2 separate regions of the Hordeum vulgare genome follow, and region 2 is linked to region 1. Evidence: chromatin contacts called from public Hi-C data. All regions are on one chromosome and are shown on one strand. The core of a region is the stretch at or near the end of the contact, and the rest is flanking DNA. Distances in the headings are between cores, read along the strand shown.

Region 1 (5,522 bases), core at 545-3,044:
CCAAAACCCGTACAGAAAAAAAATAAAAAAACGAAATTTGAAGGAAATGCTGAGAGTGTGACATGTGGCGGCGACCAAAAATGCGCAAGTGACGACGCGTGAGAGTGATCGCTGAAAGGGTCTCGAAGAAGTGCACGCTAACTAGTTGCTCTTCAATTTGTGTAAAAATTAAGCTAGTTAGCCTTTTTCTTTTTTTTCCGCGCTGGTCCATTGTAGTAGCCAACGATTGTGACATTAACTTTTTAAAAAAACGATGATGTCATCTGTTTTGACGTGGCAAAATAAATGATAATGAAGGTATGTGGCCCGTATGTGTTTCGGAAAAGGCCAACGATCCAGTACTTGTGTTTCGTCTCGCCGCAACTCGCAAATACTTATATTAGCCAGTAAGAACACGCCAAGACGCCTACCAATCTATATGCACCCATTCCACAGCCGATCAACAAGATGGAGTTGAATGGACTCGACATGTCCAAAATTTCCTACCCATTCCAAATTCAGGACCACCGGCAGTCACATCCGCGGCACGCGCAGCTTGGCCACCATATCGACGGACAAGAGCACCAACCAGCCTCCGCCGCCGCGCCAGTTTCCGCCACCGATGCCTCCGTCTCCTCCAACGCGGGCGGAAGACTGCAATTGAAGCCAACATTCGCAGGTCAGGACGACGAGGGACACAGAAAGACCGCGCACGTAATGCAAACCATGTGAGGTAATGCATGCCGAGAAGACGGGCGTGTACCTGCGCGTGCCGGCGACGCCATCGGCGGTGGCGAACCTGACGGACTTCTTGTTCATGCTTGTGCCACTGCCGCACCCCGCGCAGTCATCCCTCACGCACAAACTCCCGCCGGAGTTTCCTGTCGACATCTCTGGCACGGCCGGCAGCCTCGCGGCGGATGAGAGGCGGTGGAACACCCCAGAGGCGTCGTAGTAGAGGTCGCCGACACCGTAAAGCGGGCCGATCTCGCCGGAGTTTTCCAGCTGGATGCTGAAAAGCGAGTCGTTCGAGGTGGCGCTCCATTGGGCGGGGCACGTGGACTGCGTGCGGAACATCGATGAAGGGAGCCTCTTCGTGTCGTACCCAGCGGGCTGCCCCTGCACCATCATCGTCTGGACTGCCGGCGGCAGCGTTGCTGGCATTGACTCGGCGCAAGAGGAAGAACGGTCGTGGTCCGCCGCCGCCTCGACCTGGTACAAGCTCGCGTAGGAGGACGTGGAGGACAAGGAGGACTGCCGGTCAAGGTCGGGCAGGGGAATGCTCTCGAACGAGGAACTGCTGGATAGAGGTGGGGACGACGACGAAGCGGACGACGACCGCAGCGATTCGGCCGGCGTCCAGAAGGAGTCGGAGTGGGAAAGCTTGCGGTCGTGAGTGGCCTCGACGCTGCCGGGGCTGCAGGAGTATGAGGGCAGCCTCATCGGTGCGGGTGCGGGTGCGGGTGCGCGCGCAGAACCGCCGTCCTGGTCCATGACCGCCATGGCTGCGTCACGCGAGGTCGTGATCCTGACTCGCGATGATTAATCGGCTCGTGGAGTCCGTTCTGGATTAACGATGCAGAAGGCGGCGTCGCGACGCCGCAGATCTACACGTACGAGAGAGAAGCAAATCAAATCTCCTCATTTGGAAGGGAGAACAGAAGAAATCAAATCGAAATTGAGAGAACAAATCTCCACACATCCTACCTGCTGTGAAGAGCTAAATGGGCACATATGGGATTGATTGGTCGGAACTCGGCGGTGAGAGGCCGCCAAGGAAAATTCAAGAAATGGAGCTCCGACAAGAGACAACAATAGCCGGCCTCGCTTTTATATGCATGGGAGTTGGGATGGATCAACGGGGAAGAGGACAGACCGTCTATCGCAGGGAAATTTAGGTGCTGCCGTTGGCTGGGAGGCCAACCTACTTTTGGCATGGAAAAAGTGACGTAACAAAACTTGCGATCGACATATATATTCCGGGCATACTCACATATGGGTTTCTCCCGAATAAGATGGTTTTTGTGGTCTACTCTATTTGGAAATCCGGGAATGACGAGTTGTTTCAGAGAAAGGAAAACTCAGCCCTGTTGGTTTTCTGTGCAGCGAAAGCTATTACTAATTGTTTATCAAAGAAAATGAGGATGCATGACCAATTTTTTTTTAATCAAGAGCTTTATATAGATCACCCAGAAGGATTACAATCCTTCATTACACAATCCGTAAGGAAGGATGAAAATAGTTTATCCAAAGACAAACATCTTCTAGAGGTACTACAAAGTTTAGCGCACACATGTACAAGTTCATTTCCTTCTCACAACAGCTCCAAACGCGTGACCGAAACAGACGTGTGCTTTGTCCGTCTTTTATCCGTTTGGATTGACGTGTACGTCCTCTTTTTTAAATGGATCGGCCGCGCGTTTAACGGACGGGTCCAATAAGAGAATTCGAGATTAGGGGGTCCTTGGGCTGTTTATCTATTTTTATGGGACGGACTCATGGGTCGCCCTATAATTGTCATGACTTGGTATATGCTCCAAGGCAAGATGGTAATGATCATGTTTTTTCCTTGGTGTAACCGGTATTGTGTAATCCTATTATCCCTGGTATCTATATAAACGAGATGGCCTTAGCTCATAGGACATGTTAATATCATTACTCATAGGGTTTTAGACCACAATATACGATCTCGAGGTAGATCAACTCTATACTCGATACTCCATCATCAATATAAACAAGAGCAGGTTTTACCTCCATCAAGAGGGCCCAACTATACACCACATTTCGGCTCCACCTACTTCACAAATCGTCCCACCTAGAGTACGGGGGACGAGGCAGTAAACTTCCTAGATAGAAATGGGCTTCACAGCCCACAAACATCTCGCAAAGGGCAACGAAGCCCGAGATATGAAGTATGGATGCACGGGTAAGGTAGTGGAGTTGAATCCCGTAAAATTCTTATAAACCCCTTAAAAAGGGTGAATGGGAAAACCCAAGCGTTGTACGAGGAAGAGAACGAAACATACCCTCTCTTCCTTGCGGGGAGTAGGGAATTTCTCCGCGAAGGCTTCACCGTTTGCGGAAGTCAATCAAGAATGGGAAGGTGCCAGATCTGAGGAAGGAAGATATCCCTGCACCTCTAGGTCACGCAAACAAAGACAAGATACACAACAACTTGCCCGGTCGCCTAGAAGAGAGTCATGAGGGCGTGAGGAGGAGCTTGGAGTGCTCGCCATGTCTCTGTGCTTTCCGATGTTCTTCTCGCCGTTTGGGGAAACAAGGTGTGTTGCTTGAAGCACACTTGGCTTGTTTAATAAGTGGTTTTCCCACTCATGCATGAAGGGACTTTTTGAAAAGATTATTGAAACCGCCTACCTCCTATTGGTGCACAGGAATCAAGGGGTGCCATAAACCCTGCCGCGGAATGGTCAATTTTGTGGGCCATGCAACGCTTCAACAATCGAGAATAGACCGCAAGCCGAACTGGAGTCTGTCGAACATAGGGAAGAGGGGAACTCGCCCCGCAAGTCGAAGACTTTGGACGTGTGAAGATGCTAGATCAAAACCGCGGCATTGGAGACCAGTTCGGGGGCTACCGAGGGAGTCCGGGACTAAGGGGTCCTTGGGCTGCTTACCTATTTGTATGGGCCGGAGTCATGGGTTGTCATATAATTGTCATTGGAGCCCGAATTACAAGACGATGTTGTATCCGGAACGGACTCCTCCGAAGACTTAGTGTATGCTCCAAGGCAAGATGGTAATCCACATGTTTTCTCCTTGGTGTAACCGACATTGTGTAACCCTAGTACTCCTGGTATCTATATAAACCAGAAGGCTTTAGCCCGTAAGACAGGTTAAGATCATTCCAGATAGTGTTTTAGATCGCCATATACGATCTCGAGGTAGATCAACTCTGTACTCGATACTCTATCATAAATATAAACAAGAGCATGACGTAGGGTTTTACCTCCGTCAAGAGGGACCGAACCTGGGTAGACATTGTTCCCTTTTTCTCTTGTTACCTAGCGATCCAAGATCCATAGTTTGGGACCCCCTATGCAAGATCTACCGGTTTTGACACCGACATTGGTACTTCCATTGAGAGTTTCGTTGTGTGATCGCCAAGTGATCGATGGCTTGCCTAATCATCAGCAACAACATGTGTAACAGGGACTTTTTTTGTCCCCGGACAGATCTTCGCGTTCGGCAACGCCATGCTGCATGCTTATCCAACCAGCCGCCTTGGCCGGTTCAGAAACCTTGCTCCCGATCAAGAGATCAGGTTTGAGAACCTAGAGTTCTTTGCTGACTCCCAGGGAGATCTTATTCTGACAAAAATTTCGACTCCCCCTGAAGAGCTCTTGAGCCCCCACGCCCTAACATCGGAGATAGTGGACCATGGCCTCAAGGCTTCCTGGGTTCGGCTCTAGAACTCCAACTAGTCGACATATTTGAATCATCTTTGGATGAGCACTGCCGTGATGCAACTACGAGCACCCTTGGAACCGCGACATTGCGGGTTGAACCCATGTACTCTAAAACACATGGACTCCAAACACGTCGCGATCCTAAATGAGATGCTCGGTCGAATCCAAACCATGGGGATAACGAATGACACACCTTCGCTCTATGATTAGATTGGGCTTAAACCCGGGGTTAGGGAAATTGTTGGGGAACATTGCATGGGAAACAAAAAAAATCCTACGCACACGCAATATCTATCCATGGTGATGATCATCGACGAGAGGGGAGAGTGAATCTACATACCCTTGTAGATAGCTAAGCGGAAGAGTATATAACGCGGTTGATATAATGGAACATCTTCGCGATCCAAATTGCAGCCTGTCCGGTGATCTCATCATGATCCGTCCCGCGATCTCATCAGGATCCGTCCCACAATCTCATCACGGTCCTTCCCGATCTAGTGCAGAACGGACGACACCTCCGCGTTTAGCACACTTACGGCTCGATGACGTCTCCTCCTTCTTGATCCAGCAAGAGAGGAAGGAGAAGTAGATGGGATCTCATGTTGGAAATATGCTCTAGAGGCAATAATAAAATGGTTATTATCATATTTCCTTGTTCATGATAATCGTCTATTGTTCATGCTATAATTATATTAACAGGAAACAGTAATACATGTGTGAATAAATAGATCACAATGTGTCCCTATCAAGCCTCTAGTTGGCTAGCTCGTTAATCAATAGATGATCATGGTTTCCTGATTATGGGCATTAGATGTCATTGATCACGGGATCACATCATTGAGAGAATGATGTGATGGACAAGACCCAATCCTAAGCATAGCACCAGATCGTATTGTTTGTATGCTAAAGCTTTTCTAATGTCAAGTGTCTTTTCCTTCGACCGTGAGATTGTGCAACTCCCGGATACCATAGGAGTGCTTTGGGTGTATCAAATGTCACAACGTAACTGGGTGACTATAAAGGTGCACTACAGGTACCTCCAAAAGTGTCTGTTGGGTTGGTACGAATCGAGATCGGGATTTGTCACTCCGTGTGACGGAGAGGTATCTCTGGGCC
Region 2 (4,854 bases), core at 1,427-3,926, 830 kb before region 1:
CGGCTAATCTCCGCTCTTGGTATACACAGGGGTAATATCCTGTGAGTGATCTTTAAAAGAAATACTTCCTAAAAGCATGGTTAATAACATAGTCGGATACTCGCTATAAATCATCGCATCTATAGCTCATCTTATAGCTAACATGTACAATAATTAATTAGAAGAGTCTACTATTTTTTTATTATATGATCGATCTTTTGCTTTAATTAGTGATTTCCTAAAGTAGGAATGGGTCGGTCCAATTCTCACGCTCGGTGGATCGCTGTGCGAATGTCCGACACTTTGACGCGACGAGCGTCAACAAGGATATTTTGGATCTGGCCTTTGTATCGGCAAAATAACTTGTATTTTAGGACCCGGCAACCAAACAGCCATCGTTATGAAGGCTGATGAGCCCAGCCCATACACGAACGCTGACATGGATGGACATTCAAATAAAAACTTTGAACAAAAATTTGAACAGAAGAACATTTTTCTAAATTCAAAACAAAAATTTGCAAATGTCAAACAAAAGAAATAGAAAACGAGAATAAGAAAACGAAGGAAAGGAAAAAATGAAAATGAAAACAATAACATTTTTTGAAAAATAAAAGCATTTTTTGCAGTTATAAACAATTTGTTGAAACAAACATTTTTATAGAACAAGAACTTTTTTAATTTTGAAAACAATTTTTGAACATGAACTTAGTTTGAAAAAGCTAAAATAACCTTAAAATAGAAAAAGGAAAAAGGAAGAAAATAGGAAATAAAGAAAAGGAAAAAAATAAACAGAAGCAAAAAAAAAGACAAAAAGAAACATAAAAATCATTAAAAACAAAAAACCGGTTTAGGAAACCTTGTAGACTGGCCAGTGCGAACCGATTCTATCATCGCAAAACTGGACTGACTAATGTGAACCGGTTCACGAAAAGGTTCCTGAAACTGGCTGCCTCATGAGGAAGTAAGAGGCTGGCCCAATTCTCACACTTGGGGATTGCATGTACGAACGTCCGACACTTTGACATGACGGGCGTCAAATAGGGGAGTCCCTAGTTAGCAAGCGTCCTTTCGGGAGCCTTGCAACGAGCACTTTACGTGTTGGTACTTGGTGCGTTCTCAAGTATCGCCATGTGTCGCATTCTAAGGGTTTCCTTTGAATTTTATTTTTTTATTTTTCGCACGCGTTTTTGGTTTTTTAGATTGTTTTTTTTTTGAAATTTTGGTGTTAGTTTTCTGACGAAATATTTAATACATGTTTTCGCAAAAAACCTGTCTTTTTTTTTTGCGAGAGTCACTATTTTGTTTCTGTGAAAGGCACGATTTTATCTTTGCGAGAGATACGATTTTGCTTCGACAAGAGGAACGGTCGTTCCTTTCGAAAAAGAGAAAAAATAACATGTTTTTTCGTGAGAGGCACAGGTTTGCCATCGGGAGAGGCACGCCCGTGTCTCTCGGAGAGGAAAAAGTAACGTTTTTTTTCATGAGAGACACGATTTTTTTCTGTGAGAGGCACGGTTTTGCCTTCGTGGGAGGCACGGCCGTGCCTCCTGGAAAGAAAAAAAACGCAAAAAACGTGTTTTCTAGTTTTTTATCTTATCGCGAGAGTCATGGTTTTTTGGTCTTTTTTTTAAAAAAAGTTTATGAAAACCTATCAACATGGGATCTAATTTTTAAAGATCTCGACGCGAGAAATCCAACGGTAAAAACGGTTTAAGATTTGAATGTACTGTTTAGGAGATAAAATATTTTAAAAATACAAATCTATAAAAATAGGAAAAAAAAGTTTCAGGTTACCACAAGTAACACACATGCAGTGTGTCATTTATCACAACTTGAAAAAATGGGAGTGATCTTTAAAAGAAATACTCCCTCATAGCATGATTAATAGCATAGACACGTGGTGGACATTGTTATGTCATCTATAATTTATTTTATAATTAACATGTACAATACTTAATAGATTAGAAGTGTGTCTTATTTTTCTATTATATATGGTTCACCTTTTGCTTTAATTAGTGATTTCCTCGAGGAGGAATAGGCCAGTCGGTGGATCGCCTGTGCACGCGACGAGCGTACGTCCGGTCTGGCCTTTGTATCGGCAAAATAACTCGTATGCTAGGACCCGGCAACCAAACAGCCATTGTTATGAAGGCCGATGAGCCCAGCCCATACACGAACGCTGACATGGATGGATCCTGGAACCGCCTAACCTCACTATGTCGACATCGTTTCCCACTGCCCCACGACTCTGTCGCAATGCACCAACCCACGACCAGCTCCAACCTCCGTCATGCTAATCATTCAGACTGACAAAGGGGCCCAAACTGGGAGTATGTCCCGTATTCAAGTCTCTCGACTTGATCACGATCGCGTGTGCCAAGCAGCTGCCTATCCCTGCCGAAGTATTATAACTGCCGAACAGAAGGAGAACGTGGTATACTAACTCCACGCTCGCGGAGCAGGATCTCAGCCGTCCAAAACACGAATCGACGTCTAGCACAGCAGGGATTCGTGCATCCAGTCCACGTACTCACTTCGCCCTCGCGCTTTTCCCCCACCGTGGGCCCGGACCCCACCGGCAGAGCCTCCTGGTCCGCAGCCCAGCGAAACGCGACCTTCTAGCCCAGGTGAAATCGCCACCGTCCGCATTCTGGATCGTTTGCGTTGACGGATCACGTCCGCTCTAGTACCCCGGCTGTTCGGTGCAGTGCCACCATGACGACACACCCTCCCCCTCTTTCTCTCTCACTCGTACCCTGCGCGCTCTTTTACGTGCGAAGATAGCAAGGCATCCACCGCATCAGAAGAAAGAAAGGCCAGGCCAAGAGGTTAAGGGATCGATCTTTTTCCGAGGTTTCTGTCCTCGAGGAATTTAGCACCGCTCGGGATTCTCAGGGCATGATGATCGGTGTAGCAGGCTTCCGCCGGCACGCGGGCCAGCTCTTGAGTAAAAGCAACGGTAATTCAGTTTGCTCTTCGAGGTTTCTTTCAAGCACTTTTGTGGTTGATCCGATCGATGTCAATGGTGGGTTAGGGTTTATTGCGGCGTCCCTGTCCGCGGCAAGCTGCGCGGACGAGGTGGAGAAGGCCGAGGGGGCGGGGTGCCGGGACGACGCGGCGGCGCTGCGGCTCAAGTGGATTGCCATGGCGGCGATACTGGTGTCCGGGGTGATGGGCGTGGGCCTACCGCTTGCCGGGCGGAAGCGGCGGACGGTGGAGACCGGCAGCGCCGTCTTCGTGGCCGCCAAGGCTTTCGCGGCCGGCGTGATCCTGGCCACAGGGTTCGTCCACATGCTGCACGACGCCGAGCACGCGCTCTCCAACCCCTGCCTCCCGGCTGCGCCCTGGCGCCGGTTCCCGTTCCCCGGCTTCGTCGCCATGCTCGCTGCTCTCGCCACGCTGGTGCTCGACGTCCTGGTAACCAGGTTCTACGAGACCAAGCACCGCGCCGAGGTAGCTCGGGTCAAGGCTGACGCCGCTGCCGCACTCGCCGCCGCGTCCACCTCCGCCAGCGACGAAGACATCACTGTGGTCACCGTCGTCCAGAGTGAGCACAAGGCCCCGCTCTTGCAAGCGCACTCCCATTCCCACGCGCAATCGCATGGTCACGAGCTGGTGCAACCACAAGGACGCGAGGGGGAGGTGTCAGAGCACGTGCGCTCCGTCGTGGTATCACAGGTGGTGTAATCTCTTCGTTGGTTTCAATCAATTGTTTGATATAGTTCCCCTCAAAAAAGTATATATTGATTTTGATTCCTGTAGATACTGGAAATGGGGATTGTGTCGCACTCCGTGATCATTGGGCTGTCGCTTGGGGTGTCTCGGAGCCCCTGCGCAATCAGGCCATTGGTGGCAGCGCTCTCATTTCACCAGTTCTTCGAGGGGTTTGCCCTTGGTGGGTGCATCGCGCAGGTGAGGAATTCAGTATGGATTGGTACAATTATGTGGCATGACTGTGTGATGGCTACAAGGAAAATGAAATAGTTCAAATGACCACAACTACTACCGTTTGCACTTTGTAGCGTCTGTTTTTACAATAGGTTAATCCGTTAATGTGGACTTTCATTTTTCACAGTGATTCAGTATTCTGGTGGCCTTGATTTAGGGATAAAGTAACTATACTAAACTGGTGAATTCTAGGAGCACATGCAACAGAAAAGGATGACAACTTACAAACCTCATGCTCAGAAATCGGAAAGTCAGAAATATCAGGATATTCATTCACAAAAGGAAATGTGAAGATTTAGAACTTCAGAAGTATCAGTTCGTAAGAAAATACAGAAATATAGATAATACTCACTATGAAGGGAGCGCTAATCTGGGGTCAGCTGCCATCCTTATAACACGAGCTGTGAATCGACCACCTGATTATGTTAAACTGAATTAAATCCAGAAATTTTACTAGTCGAACTTGCATTTAGTTCTAGTTTTTGTGGTCAGGGATTGCACCTTTGTTAATTGAATGGAGGAGGGTTGACCTTCACAGATACAAGGTCTACCTATTTTAAATTTGAGGCTGTTATCGGCGGATATTCTATCACCAACTTGTCAAAGTGTTAAACCCTACTGCTACAATCAGATTTCTGTCCACAAAATTACTCTTTGACCAGCTGGTTTCATTTGAAAATTGAAACTATTAGGCATTCAGTTACATGCCATCAACATAGACTTTTATAGTATGGACATAAACTTCTGTGTATCTTGCCTTTCTCAAATTAGTAATATTCTTTTATTGTGTATGAATTGGCTTCTAGTACACCGAGTTTCTTTGAAGCATATAGCTTTCTTGCTTATCGCCAGTATCTATCTGTGGTGAGACACGTAACCAAAAACTTTTCCAGAAAACTAGGCGATACAACTAAAACATATTGGTAT

Evidence for each region. Hi-C and Micro-C count contacts between places; a contact is called where the count stands out from the background.
Region 2: a contact with region 1 is called in a Hi-C map of leaf, with 3 times the contacts expected there. The contact joins the promoter of LOC123427565 here to the promoter of LOC123408285 in region 1. A contact is called at or near these places in 2 of 6 Hi-C or Micro-C datasets (leaf and seedling).

What each region holds. Positions count from the first base shown.
Region 1 is chr1H:150,960,611-150,966,132 of MorexV3_pseudomolecules_assembly, reverse strand. LOC123408285 reads right to left here and starts at 1,794. Exons shown (of 3, transcript XM_045101428.1): 1 at 1,687-1,794; 2 at 743-1,586; 3 at 353-633. The coding sequence starts at 1,482. The coding sequence ends at 498.
Region 2 is chr1H:151,789,148-151,794,001 of MorexV3_pseudomolecules_assembly, reverse strand. LOC123427565 (zinc transporter 7-like) reads left to right here and starts at 2,676. Exons shown (of 4, transcript XM_045111649.1): 1 at 2,676-2,938; 2 at 3,014-3,657; 3 at 3,742-3,891. The coding sequence starts at 2,878.